Linked DNA regions of Pan troglodytes: region 1 is linked to region 2. The links are chromatin contacts, called in public HiChIP or PLAC-seq maps. All regions are on one chromosome and are shown on one strand. Each heading gives the region's core, a stretch centred on a gene start, on an enhancer-like site or on the middle of the called end of the contact. The rest is flanking DNA. Distances are from core to core; before and after follow the strand shown.

Evidence for each region. HiChIP or PLAC-seq counts read pairs in DNA pulled down with a chosen protein or histone mark.
Region 1: an H3K4me3 HiChIP or PLAC-seq map of stem cell-derived excitatory neurons shows a contact between it and region 2, with 10 times the contacts expected there. The contact joins the promoter of VARS1 here to the promoter of LY6G5C in region 2. A contact is called at or near these places in 1 of 7 Hi-C or Micro-C datasets (stem cell-derived neural progenitor cells) and 1 of 1 datasets of contacts at active chromatin or transcription factors (stem cell-derived excitatory neurons).

The regions. Positions count from the first base shown.
Region 1 is chr5:37,591,058-37,596,089 of NHGRI_mPanTro3-v2.0_pri, reverse strand. It overlaps VARS1 (valyl-tRNA synthetase 1), which reads left to right and starts at 2,485. Exons shown (of 30, transcript XM_518361.5): 1 at 2,485-2,872; 2 at 3,168-3,587. The coding sequence starts at 3,201. It overlaps LSM2 (LSM2 homolog, U6 small nuclear RNA and mRNA degradation associated), which reads left to right. Exons shown (of 4, transcript XM_016955187.4): 4 at 532-1,019. The coding sequence ends at 657.
Region 2 is chr5:37,474,086-37,479,388 of NHGRI_mPanTro3-v2.0_pri, reverse strand. LY6G5C (lymphocyte antigen 6 family member G5C) reads left to right here and starts at 1,614. Exons shown (of 3, transcript XM_054686760.2): 1 at 1,614-1,834; 2 at 2,816-2,983; 3 at 4,991-5,303. The coding sequence starts at 1,714. The coding sequence ends at 5,154. LOC134810192 (a long non-coding RNA gene) reads left to right here. Exons shown (of 3, transcript XR_010157684.1): 1 at 1-441; 2 at 686-857; 3 at 1,145-1,504.

The sequences.
Region 1 (5,032 bases), core at 1,236-3,735, 120 kb before region 2:
GGGTTAATAATGGTGTTCGTCGGCCAGGCACGGTGGCTCACGCCTGTAATCCCAGCACTTTGAGAGGCCGAGGCCTGAGGTCAGGAGTTCAAGACAAGCCTGACAAACATGGTGAAACCCCGTCTCTACTAAAAATACAAAAAATGAGCTGGGCGTGGTGGTGGGCACCTGTAATCCCAGCTAGTCGAGAGGCTGAGGCAGGAAAATCATTTGAACCCAGGAGGCGGAGATTGCAGTGAGCCGAGATGGCACCATTGCACTCCAGCCTGGGCAACAAGAGCAAAACTCTGTCTCAAAAATAATAATAATAATAATAATAATAATAATAATAATAATAATAATGGTGTTCATCTTCCTTTCCTAGTATCTCAACATCAAACTAACTGACATCAGTGTCACAGACCCTGAGAAATACCCTCACATGGTGAGTTGGGGTCTGTGGAGAAGAGGAAACACCTCTAAAGCAGGAGGCCCCTGGGTGGTTAGAGGACATTTTTAAGGGTGTTTTCATATTTGTCCATCTTTGTCTAGTTATCAGTGAAGAACTGCTTCATTCGGGGCTCAGTGGTCCGATACGTGCAGCTGCCAGCAGATGAGGTCGACACACAGTTGCTACAGGATGCGGCAAGGAAGGAAGCCCTGCAGCAGAAACAGTGATGGCTCCTCCTCCTCTTCCCCTCCCTCTTTCATTGGTGACCCATAACCCCAAGTCCCAGCCCAGAACCCCTAACCCCCAATACTTGAAGGGGTTTTGTTTTTTTACTAATGATGGTTTTGTGGGTTTTTTTTTAAGGGATGAGTGGATGAGAGGAGTAATAGGGAACAGCTATCCTCTCTTGAGAAGGGGAGGATAAGTAGGCTGGGAAACTTCAAAGCCTTCCCAGTCCCCAGCACATGCCTTTCTCACTACTTCTCTGGAGATGGTAGGAGAGTTTCCTAGGTCTTTCCAGGGCAGCATGTGATTCATTTGGGGATGGAAGGAATCTGTCCCGCATCGGGAATAAAATTTATGATGCAAATTTGTGTTTTGGTTCTGTTACTATGTGTTGGGCAGGGGGTTGGGACATGGAAAAGGATGTCGAATTCATCCAAGCCCCTGTTACTCTGCATTAACCCAGCCAAGAATCCAACTCAGCTTCCCACTACTCTCCTTGGTATAAAGCATATAATACAGTTGCTCTACACCACGTTTCCCCAACATGTCCCTACCTGTATGTTCTCCCTCTGGCCTTTTGCTTATACCATACCTGCAACTGAAGTGCTTGCTGTCCTTCCATTAATGTGATAGTGTCATAAGATACATTTCATGCTACCAGACTTCACCAATCCAACCAAATCAGTACATGTTTTCTGAATATGTATAGAAGATAAATACAAGTGATGTAATTTATATTTTAGAGAAAAGTTGTGACTGGGAATTACTAAACTTCATTCACTCATTCAGCAAATATGAGTTCATGATACAGATGAGACTTCTCAGCCTTAAGGGACCCTTAGAGACCGTCTAGTGTGACCCTCCTTTTTGTTTTTGAGATGGGAGTCTCACTCTGTTGCCCAGGGTGGAGTGCACTGGCTTGGTGTGGCTCACTGCAACCTCCACCTCCCGGTTCAAGCGATTCTCCTGCCACAGCTCCTGAGTAGCTGGGATTACAGACGCCCACCACCATGCCCGGCTAATTTTTTTTTTTTTTTTTTTTTTTTTTTGAGATGGAGTCTCACTTTGTCACTCAGGCTGGACTGCAGTGGTGTGATCTTAGCTCTGCAATCTCCGCCTCCCAGGTTCAAGTGATCTTCTTGCCTCAGCTTCCCAAGTAGCTGGGCTTACAGGTGTGTGCCACCACGCCTGGCTAATTTTTGTATTTTTACAAATACTGCAGCTCTGTCGCCAGGCTGGAGTGCAGTGGCACGATCTCGGTTCACTGCAACCTCAACCTCCAGGATTCAAGCAATTCCCTGCCTCAGGCTCCGGGGTAGCTGGGATTACAGGCGCCTGCCACCACACCTGGCTAATTTTTGTATTTTTAGTAGAGACGGGGTTTCACCATCTTGGCCTGGCTGGTCTTGAACTCCTGACCTGGTGATCCACCCGCCTCGGCCTCCCAGAGTGCTGGGATTACAGGCGTGAGACGGGCTTTCACCACCTTGGCCAGGCTAGTCTTGAATTTCTGACCTCAGGTGATCCGCCCACCTCGGCCTCCCAAAGTGCTGGGATTATAGGCGTGAGCCACTGCGCCCGGCCGTCACCCTTTTTTCATACATGAGGAGATGAGGCTCAAAGAGGAAGCTGGACGCCAGGGCCTCGGCAAATGGACCTCCCCTTCGGTCCTCATCAGGCGGCTCCCTGCTGGGCACCTCCCCGCTACCGGGTGGGGAACGCCCTCCACCGGCAGGGCCGGCCGACCCTCTTGGGCCAGTTCCCTAGCTGCCCGCTGGGCGCCGCCCTCGCCACCCGGCCGAGGACCCGCACAAGGTGCCCGTGGCGGCGCCTGACGGGAGCGTCGTGCTCAGGGGTGTCCTCTCGTCCTGCGTCCGCGCCCAGCGCCCCGCGCCCCGCGCTGTTCCTCGTGAGACCGGCGGGCGGCGAGCCGCGCGGCCCCCGGGGCAGTGTCGGACACGGCGGGCGCGCACTCGCAGGCGGGGCACGGCCGCCCCCGCCAGGACCCGCAGGCCCGGAAACGCTCCCTGTCACAAAGGGGGGAACACGTGGGCGCCGGCTGCCGGGGCGGCGATCTTAGGGAACTAGGGTCACCTGGAGAGCCGCCCACCGTCTCTGCCCGCTCGACTCCTCCGCCCGGGCCGCTCGGCCGGTCCAGCCGCGGCCGGCGCCTGGCTGTGAGGTGGATTCCCGGCCCAGTCTGACCATCTCCCTCCAGTACGTACACGCGGCTCGAACCCGCATCCAACCAGACGCCGACCCGCTCCTGATAGCCTTCCACACTCCCCGAAGCCCCGCGATCGTGGATAGTTCCTCTTCCCCAGGAATTCCCCACTGACACTGCCCCTCTGAGAGCCAGGTCCTCGGCTCCTGACAGCCTGCCTGGTCAGACCTTCAGTCCTATGGGACTCGGGTGTCTGCGGCGAAGGAGCTCCCATGAGGGTCCCCTCTCTACTCAAACATAGGACCCACCTCGATCCCGCAGTCTTCCCCTGTCTCTCTTTCTCCTTAGGTTTTTCCACTTCGTTCGGACCTTCTCATAACTATGTCCATCCTCTACGTCTCCCCTCACCCAGATGCCTTCCCCAGCCTCCGAGCCCTCATAGCCGCTCGCTATGGGGAGGCTGGGGAGGGTCCCGGATGGGGAGGAGCCCACCCCCGCATCTGTCTCCAGCCACCCCCGACTAGCAGGACTCCCTTTCCCCCACCCCGCCTGCCGGCCCTGGAGCAGGGGCCCGGTGGGCTCTGGGTGTGGGGGGCCACGGCTGTGGCCCAGCTGCTGTGGCCAGCAGGCCTGGGGGGCCCAGGGGGCAGCCGGGCGGCTGTCCTTGTCCAACAGTGGGTCAGTTACGCCGACACGGAGTTAATACCAGCTGCCTGTGGAGCAACGCTGCCGGCCCTGGGACTCCGAAGCTCGGCCCAGGACCCCCAGGTGAGGGGGTTGTACAGAAGAGGGGGAGGGGAGAAATTCAGAGGAGGGAAGCGAGGACCGGAATGGACAATGAGACAAGAAGGTAGTACATCAGATGTGGGAAAAGAGTGATCAAATCCCAGATTGCCAACTGGTATGGTAACCCTGGGCACGTTTCATAAACCCGCTGTGTCTTGGTCTTCCTATGTCTATGAACACGCAGGCAAGTTGATGTAATGCTTGCCTCACTGAGTTAATAGGATTAAAAGATGTGCGCAGAGCACATAGTTTAGTGCCAGGCACTTTTAAAGTCTCTTAGTAAAAGTTTGATGAGTCTGAAATTGATGAGGATAGAAGTTATTTGAATTGTAGGAAAAGACTGGGTGAGGGAGAGATGACAATTGCTGGGAGGAGATAAAAGAGAAATGAAATGAGGAAGGTAAGTGAGAGGAGAGATAACCCTGCCAGATTGTAACTATCAGTCCTTCCAAAGGAGACCTGTGCCTTGGTGTACTTTCAACTCTGCCTCCTTGCATGGTGTTGAGCACATGATGGAAAATTAGTATTTCTTGAATGGATGAATGAATGTGGCAGACCCTGACTTGCTCCCTCATATTGTGATCACCCTATCCACAATAGAGTCCTTGCATTCAGAATGTCTGTCCAAACAAACAAATAAAATAGAGTCCCTCTCTTCTGGAATTCCCTGTTTGTTCCCCTCTTTTATTTCTTTTCTTTTCTTTTCTTTTTTTTTTTTTGAGACGGAATCTCCTTCTGTTGCCCAGGCTGGAGTGCCACGGTGCGATGGTGCGATCTCAGCTCACTGCTCAAGCGATTCTCCTGCCTCAGCCTTCTGAGTAGCTGGGATTACAGGCGCCCGCCACCTTGTCCGGCTAATTTTTTGTATTTTTAGTAGAGATGGGGTTTTGTCATGTTGACCAGGCTGGTCTTGAACTCCTAACCTCAGATGGTCTGCTCGCCTCGGCCTCCCAAAGTGCTGAGATTATAGGTGTGAGCCACCACGCCTGGCCCCTGTTCCCCTCATTCTGCTTTATTTTTCTTCATAGGAGTTAAGAAAAATAGGGCACTTCATTTTATATTTGCTCATTTGTTGTTCCCCTACAAGAATGTTAACTCTACCAGGTCAGGGCTCTGTCCATCTGTTCGTGTTTTCCTCTCATTCCCTGGAGAAGTACTTAATACATATTTATTGATGTTCTGAACCTGGGAGTTATTGAGATGCCTCATATAATCTTTACTTCTATGCTTAACATATTGCATCTAACACATAAATATTGAGTAGGGATTTGTTGGATGAGTCAGAAGTTGTTTTTGTTTTTTTTTTGAGACGGAGTCTCGCTGTGTTGCCCAGGCTGGAGTGCAGTGGCGTGATCTCAGCTCACTGCAAGCTCCACCTCCTGGGTTCATGCCATTCTCCTGCCTCAGCCTCCCGAGTAGCTGGGACT
Region 2 (5,303 bases), core at 365-2,864:
CTAATTTTTGGTATTTGTAGTAGAAACGGGGTTTCACCATGTTAGCCAGGCTGGGCGCGAACTCCTGACCTCAGGTAGTCCACCCGCCTTGGCCTCCCAAAGTGCTGGGATTACAGGCGTGAGCCACCGCAGTCCGGCTCTAATATAGTTTTTAAATTCATTCATTCCAAGGCTTTTGGGAGGCGCTCAGTGGCGTGCAGTTTCCTCTCGAATTTCTTTCTTCCCGCAGTCTTTCTGGGCGGGCGTCTCCCGTCTGTTTCTTCCCATCTTCCCCCTTATCATCCTGGGACTGGATAATTCTTGAATAGTCTGGGAGGTAGCAGGGAACCCGAGTTCGGAGCCTCGACCAGAACCTCCAGACGGGAAATTGGAGCAGGTGGTGTCGTTCCTGGACGCTGAGGACCCCCTCCTCCCCTAACGCACAGCCCAACGATCCTAAAAGTAAAAACCCTGAGTTTCTGAGTCAAGACTGAGCTGGTGGGGTGGGGACCGAGTAGGCGAGGATGGGGAGCCCAGCGGGTCCCCAGCGGAGAAAATGGGTGAGACGCCTGGGGCCGCGGTCTCCAGAATTCGCCTGGGAGGGAGAATGGCGCTACGGCGCCGCCTTCCTGGGGAGCCGCTTCGGGCTCCGGATATCCGCTGGGGCCCGACGCTTGGGTCCCGACGCGCGGTTCGCACTTTCCAGGTTTCTTCCCCAGGGAACAGAGCTTGAGCGGGGGGCCACCCCCCCGTCCTACCGGAGTTCTGAGGTGCGGTCAGGCGCGGAGAGCGGACGCCCAGCGCCAGATTCTGTGGGCTCCGGAGTTCAGGCCCACTGAGCCGCAGCTGAGCACAGGCGGGGCAGGAAAAAGGATGAGGTGAGGGAAGGCGCTGGGTTCCTGGAACCCCAAGGGGGCACTGAGCTGAGTACGTATCGCTTGGGATCCAGGTGTCCTTGTTTTAGGATGTCTGACAGGTGTCCCCAGGGTATGAGAAGTGGGACTGGGCACCCCCTATTTGCTTTTTTTTTTTTTTTTTTTTGAGACAGACCACATGTTTCCTATCTTGGAAAATGGTACCACTTCCTTGTGCAAGCCTACCCCTGTTCCCTCACCCCTCGTTCAGTCCAACAGCAAATCTGTCCAGTCTTCTAACTGTATCTCAGGTTCATTAGCCCCGCTTCCTCGTCCCTGCTCGTCTTCTGCCGGACCAGTCCGCCATCTTGTGACCGGACTCGGGAATAGCGTCCTACTTCCCGGCGGCCTCCACTCTTGACCCAAATGCAATGTGCAGCCATGGCAATCTTTTATAAACAGAAATCCGATCAAGTTACTCCTCTGCCGAAATCCCTCTGGTCAGTGGTTTAACTGTCGAGGTGCTCCTGGCAGCACTCTGCCCTCCCCACATCATTGCTGGTGGACTTGTCTCCCCTACTAGACTGTGCCCTGTGAGGGTGGAGACTGTGCAGGGTTGTATCCCCAACACCTGATGCAGTGATTCAATAAACATCTGTCCAATTAATAGGAAAGACAGTTCCTTTTCTCATTCCCCTATTGCTGGTCCCCTGCCCTCAAGCAGGATGTTATGCCCCAGAGTGGCTGTGGGTGCGAACATTCTGCCCCTCTGGCTGGTCTGGCACGGATTTCCACCCTGAGCTGGTGTTGCCTCTCTCCTTCCTCTTGGCCAACCTCTCTTCCACCAATATAAGCCCAAACTGGAGGCCAGCAGGCAGTCATGCGTTTTATGGCAGGCCCTGCAGGGAGCCAGAGTCTGGGTCCCCTGTGCTTCCACAGCAGCCCCCAAGCCCTCTACACGGTCCTCTTAATAGTGCTGGTCATGATGAGCTTGGTGTTTGGTAAGTGGCTCCAAGGGTTCAGAAGGGTCTCCTGGCCTGGATGGAGAAACCCACAGACACCAAGTGTCTGGGTACACCTGTCCAGGATGCTCAGGTAAACCCATGCAGGAGGAGAGATGGGACAGATGGGTTTGGTAGGGAATGCCTGCTCATGGACTGATGTGCAATCTGAAGATTTTTAAAAATTTATTATTATTATTATTTTTGAGATGGAGTCTCGCTCTGTATCCCAGGCCGGAGTGCAGTGGCAAGATCTCGGCTCACTGCAACCTCCACCTCCTGGGTTCAAGCGATTCTCATGCCTCAGCCTCCCGAATAACTGGGATTACAGGCATGAGCCACCAAGCCCAGCTAATTTTTGTATATTTAGTAGAGACGGGGTTTCACCATGTTGGCCAGGCTGGTCTCGAACTCCTGACCTCAGGTACCTGCTCGCCTTGGCCTCCCAAAGTGCTGGGATTACAGGCGTGAGCCACCGCACCCCTCTGAAGGAGATTTCTAGTGACCACCCCAGGGCTGTCTCACTTCACAGCAGTGACCTGAATAGAGATACTGAAGGAATCCTCTCCGGATCTGAGGGCAACATAGAATAGGGAGGGTTAGGGAGTGTGCTGGATGAGAAAACCAGAATCCACAGGATAGAACAAGACTGAGTCCAGCCTGCTGGGCTCCCCACTTGGCTGCAAAGCACCAGCCACAGAGACATAGGATTCAAAGTGTTGGTTTAGCACTTTCCTCTGCCTAACACCAAGTGCTCTGCTGGGTCTGGGGATTTGTTAACATGTGGTCTGGCCTTAGGACCAGAGGAAAAGGGGGATGTATGTGTATGCAATTGGGGAAGGAAGCAGAGAATTGGGGCTTTGATGGTTTTCTGAGACAGGAAGGGAGGGAGGAGTGGGGTTGAGTGGCCTAGAATCAGGCAGTGGTAGGGTGTGAGGTAGAATGGGGTGTGAGTGGGGTCAGCACTTCTCTGTGTTCTAGGTAAGTTTGTTCCTGTCAATTGGGAACCCCCTCAACCACTTCCATTCCCCAAATACCTGCGCTGCTACCGATGCCTCTTGGAGACCGAGGAGTTAGGGTACCTTCTGGGATCTGACATCTGCCTCACCCCGGCTGGCAGCAGCTGCATCACTCTCCACATAAAGAACAGTAAGTGGCCTTCTCCTGTCATGGGCCCAGCACTCTCCCAAACGGAAACTCTCTCAGCCTCCTAAGCTGCACCCCAAGTCTTGTTCCCATAATCCCATAAGACATTGCTCCAATCCTGTCTTTTTTTTTTTTTTTTTTTTTTGCTGCTCTGTCACCCAGGCTGGAGTGCAGTGGCGCAATCTTGGCTCACTGCAACCTCCACCTCCCCAGTTCAAGCAATTCTTGTGCCTCAGTCTCCCAAGCAGCTGGGATTAAAGGTGCACGCCACCACGCCCAGCTAATTTTTTGTATTTTTAGTAGAGATGGGGATTCACCATGTTGGCCAGGCTGGTCTCGAACTCCTGACCTCAGGTGATCCACCCACCTTAGCTTCCCAGAGTGCTGGGATTACAGGCGTGAGCCACCGTGCCCAGCCTCTCTTCCCTTTTCTTCAGAGCCACACTCTGTCTCCACTTCCACTAACCTTCTCTCCTCAATCTGTAGCTGAATAGCTTCTACCCTATCAAGGTGCGCAGCTTTGACGGGGACCCTCCAGATCTCCAGGTGCCCTTGCCTGTCCTCAAGCTGTCTGCTTCCGCATCTGTCTGCAGTTACTGCTGGTGTTGCTCTTCTCCTGCATCCTCCACGGCTTCTTCAGTCTCCTTCATGGAGCGTTTTCTCTCTGACCCTTAGTGGTTCATGTTCACCAAGGTTTGGTCCTTAGCTGTCTTCCCACTTCATATACTCAAAAGCAGAGGATTTTATCTGCTTTGCTGGCTTCAACCAGCAGCCACATACCACTTCCTTCTGAATCTGAATGTTATGTCAAACCGCTCTCCTCATATCCCGTTGACCACTGGACATCTCCCTCGCTGAAAATTGACTCCTTCCCGATGCCTGCTCTTCCACCGACCCCCCACCTTTCTTAAGTTAGCAAAAATGTAACACATAATATGTGCTAGGCACTGTTCTAAACACTTGCAATCCGCTGAGGCAGGTATTATTACTATCTGCATTTTACAGATGAGGGAACAGGTGCAGAAAGGTCATAACCTTGCCTGAGTCTCACAGATGCTGAGCCAGAATTTGTGATGGCTCCAGAGATGGTGCTCTCAACAACCACTGCATGCAGCTGCCTGTGTTCAAATCCTCTTACTACCCTTTTAACATAGCCGATGCACAGATGTGGGTCAAATATCAGAGTATACAATACCATCAAACCAAAGTCTCCCGCTACTACCCTAACCCACCTGGCTCCCCTGCACATGTGACCACTTTTTTTACTTTCTGGATGATCCCTCCTGCAATCTTTTATGCACATTCCACCCTGCACAAATATGCTGTTTACTATTTTTTCACCTCTTCCCCCGCCCCAACCCAAGATAGTAGCATCCCACTGTAAACATTATTCCACATTTAACAGTTAGGGGAACTGAATGTTCCGATATCAGTTTGTAAACAGCTTCCTTGTTTTATTGACCTGCTGTATACTACTCCATAGCATGCGCATATCACAGCTGATTTCCCCATCCCACTATTGATGGGCATTTTGGTCATTTCTCTCAAGCAGGGCAGCAGCAAACATCCCTGAACATGACTTCTTGGGATGCAGGCACAAAGATTTTTCTCTATTATGTATAACAGCAGCAGACATCATCTTATTCTCTTACTTTTGGTCTGAAAAATAAATAACAATACACCTCCTTCCTGCCACCCAATCTCCAAAACATTTCCCAGCTTTTTCTCACATGGTCCTATGGTGCTAGTTCTCCTCACTTGGCTCAGTAACTCCCAACTCCCCCTCCAACCATTACATTTCATATGGCTCTTTTCCTCCAGCCTTGCATGGGAACTTCAGTGGAGTTCCATGGCTGGTGAACACTGGGCATGTCCACCCATGCCTAACTACAGGAATCTTTTCTTTTTCTTTTTTTTTTTTTTTTTTTTGACTTATGAGTGTGGGGATGAGAGGATTTGGGGCTCTTCCTGGGGACTTCCGTATCACTGGTGCCCACTGTCCCTCCCCAGGCAGCGGTTCTGACGTCATGGTGAGTGACTGCCGAAGTAAGGAGCAGATGAGTGATTGTTCAAATACCCGAACTTCTCCGGTGTCTGGCTTCTGGATATTCTCTCAATGCTGCTTCCTGGATTTCTGCAATGACCCTCAAAACAGAGGGCTCTATACTCCTTAGTGTGACTGCAGCAAACTTTGGTGTAAAATTCCACCAGTTTCCAGCCACCTTCCTGACTTCTATCTGGGCTTGGCCAGGACTTCTAGTCCCTCATACCAGCCCTCCTTGCCTCCCTCCAGCCACTGGACCCCAGCCTTGGCTCTTCCTCT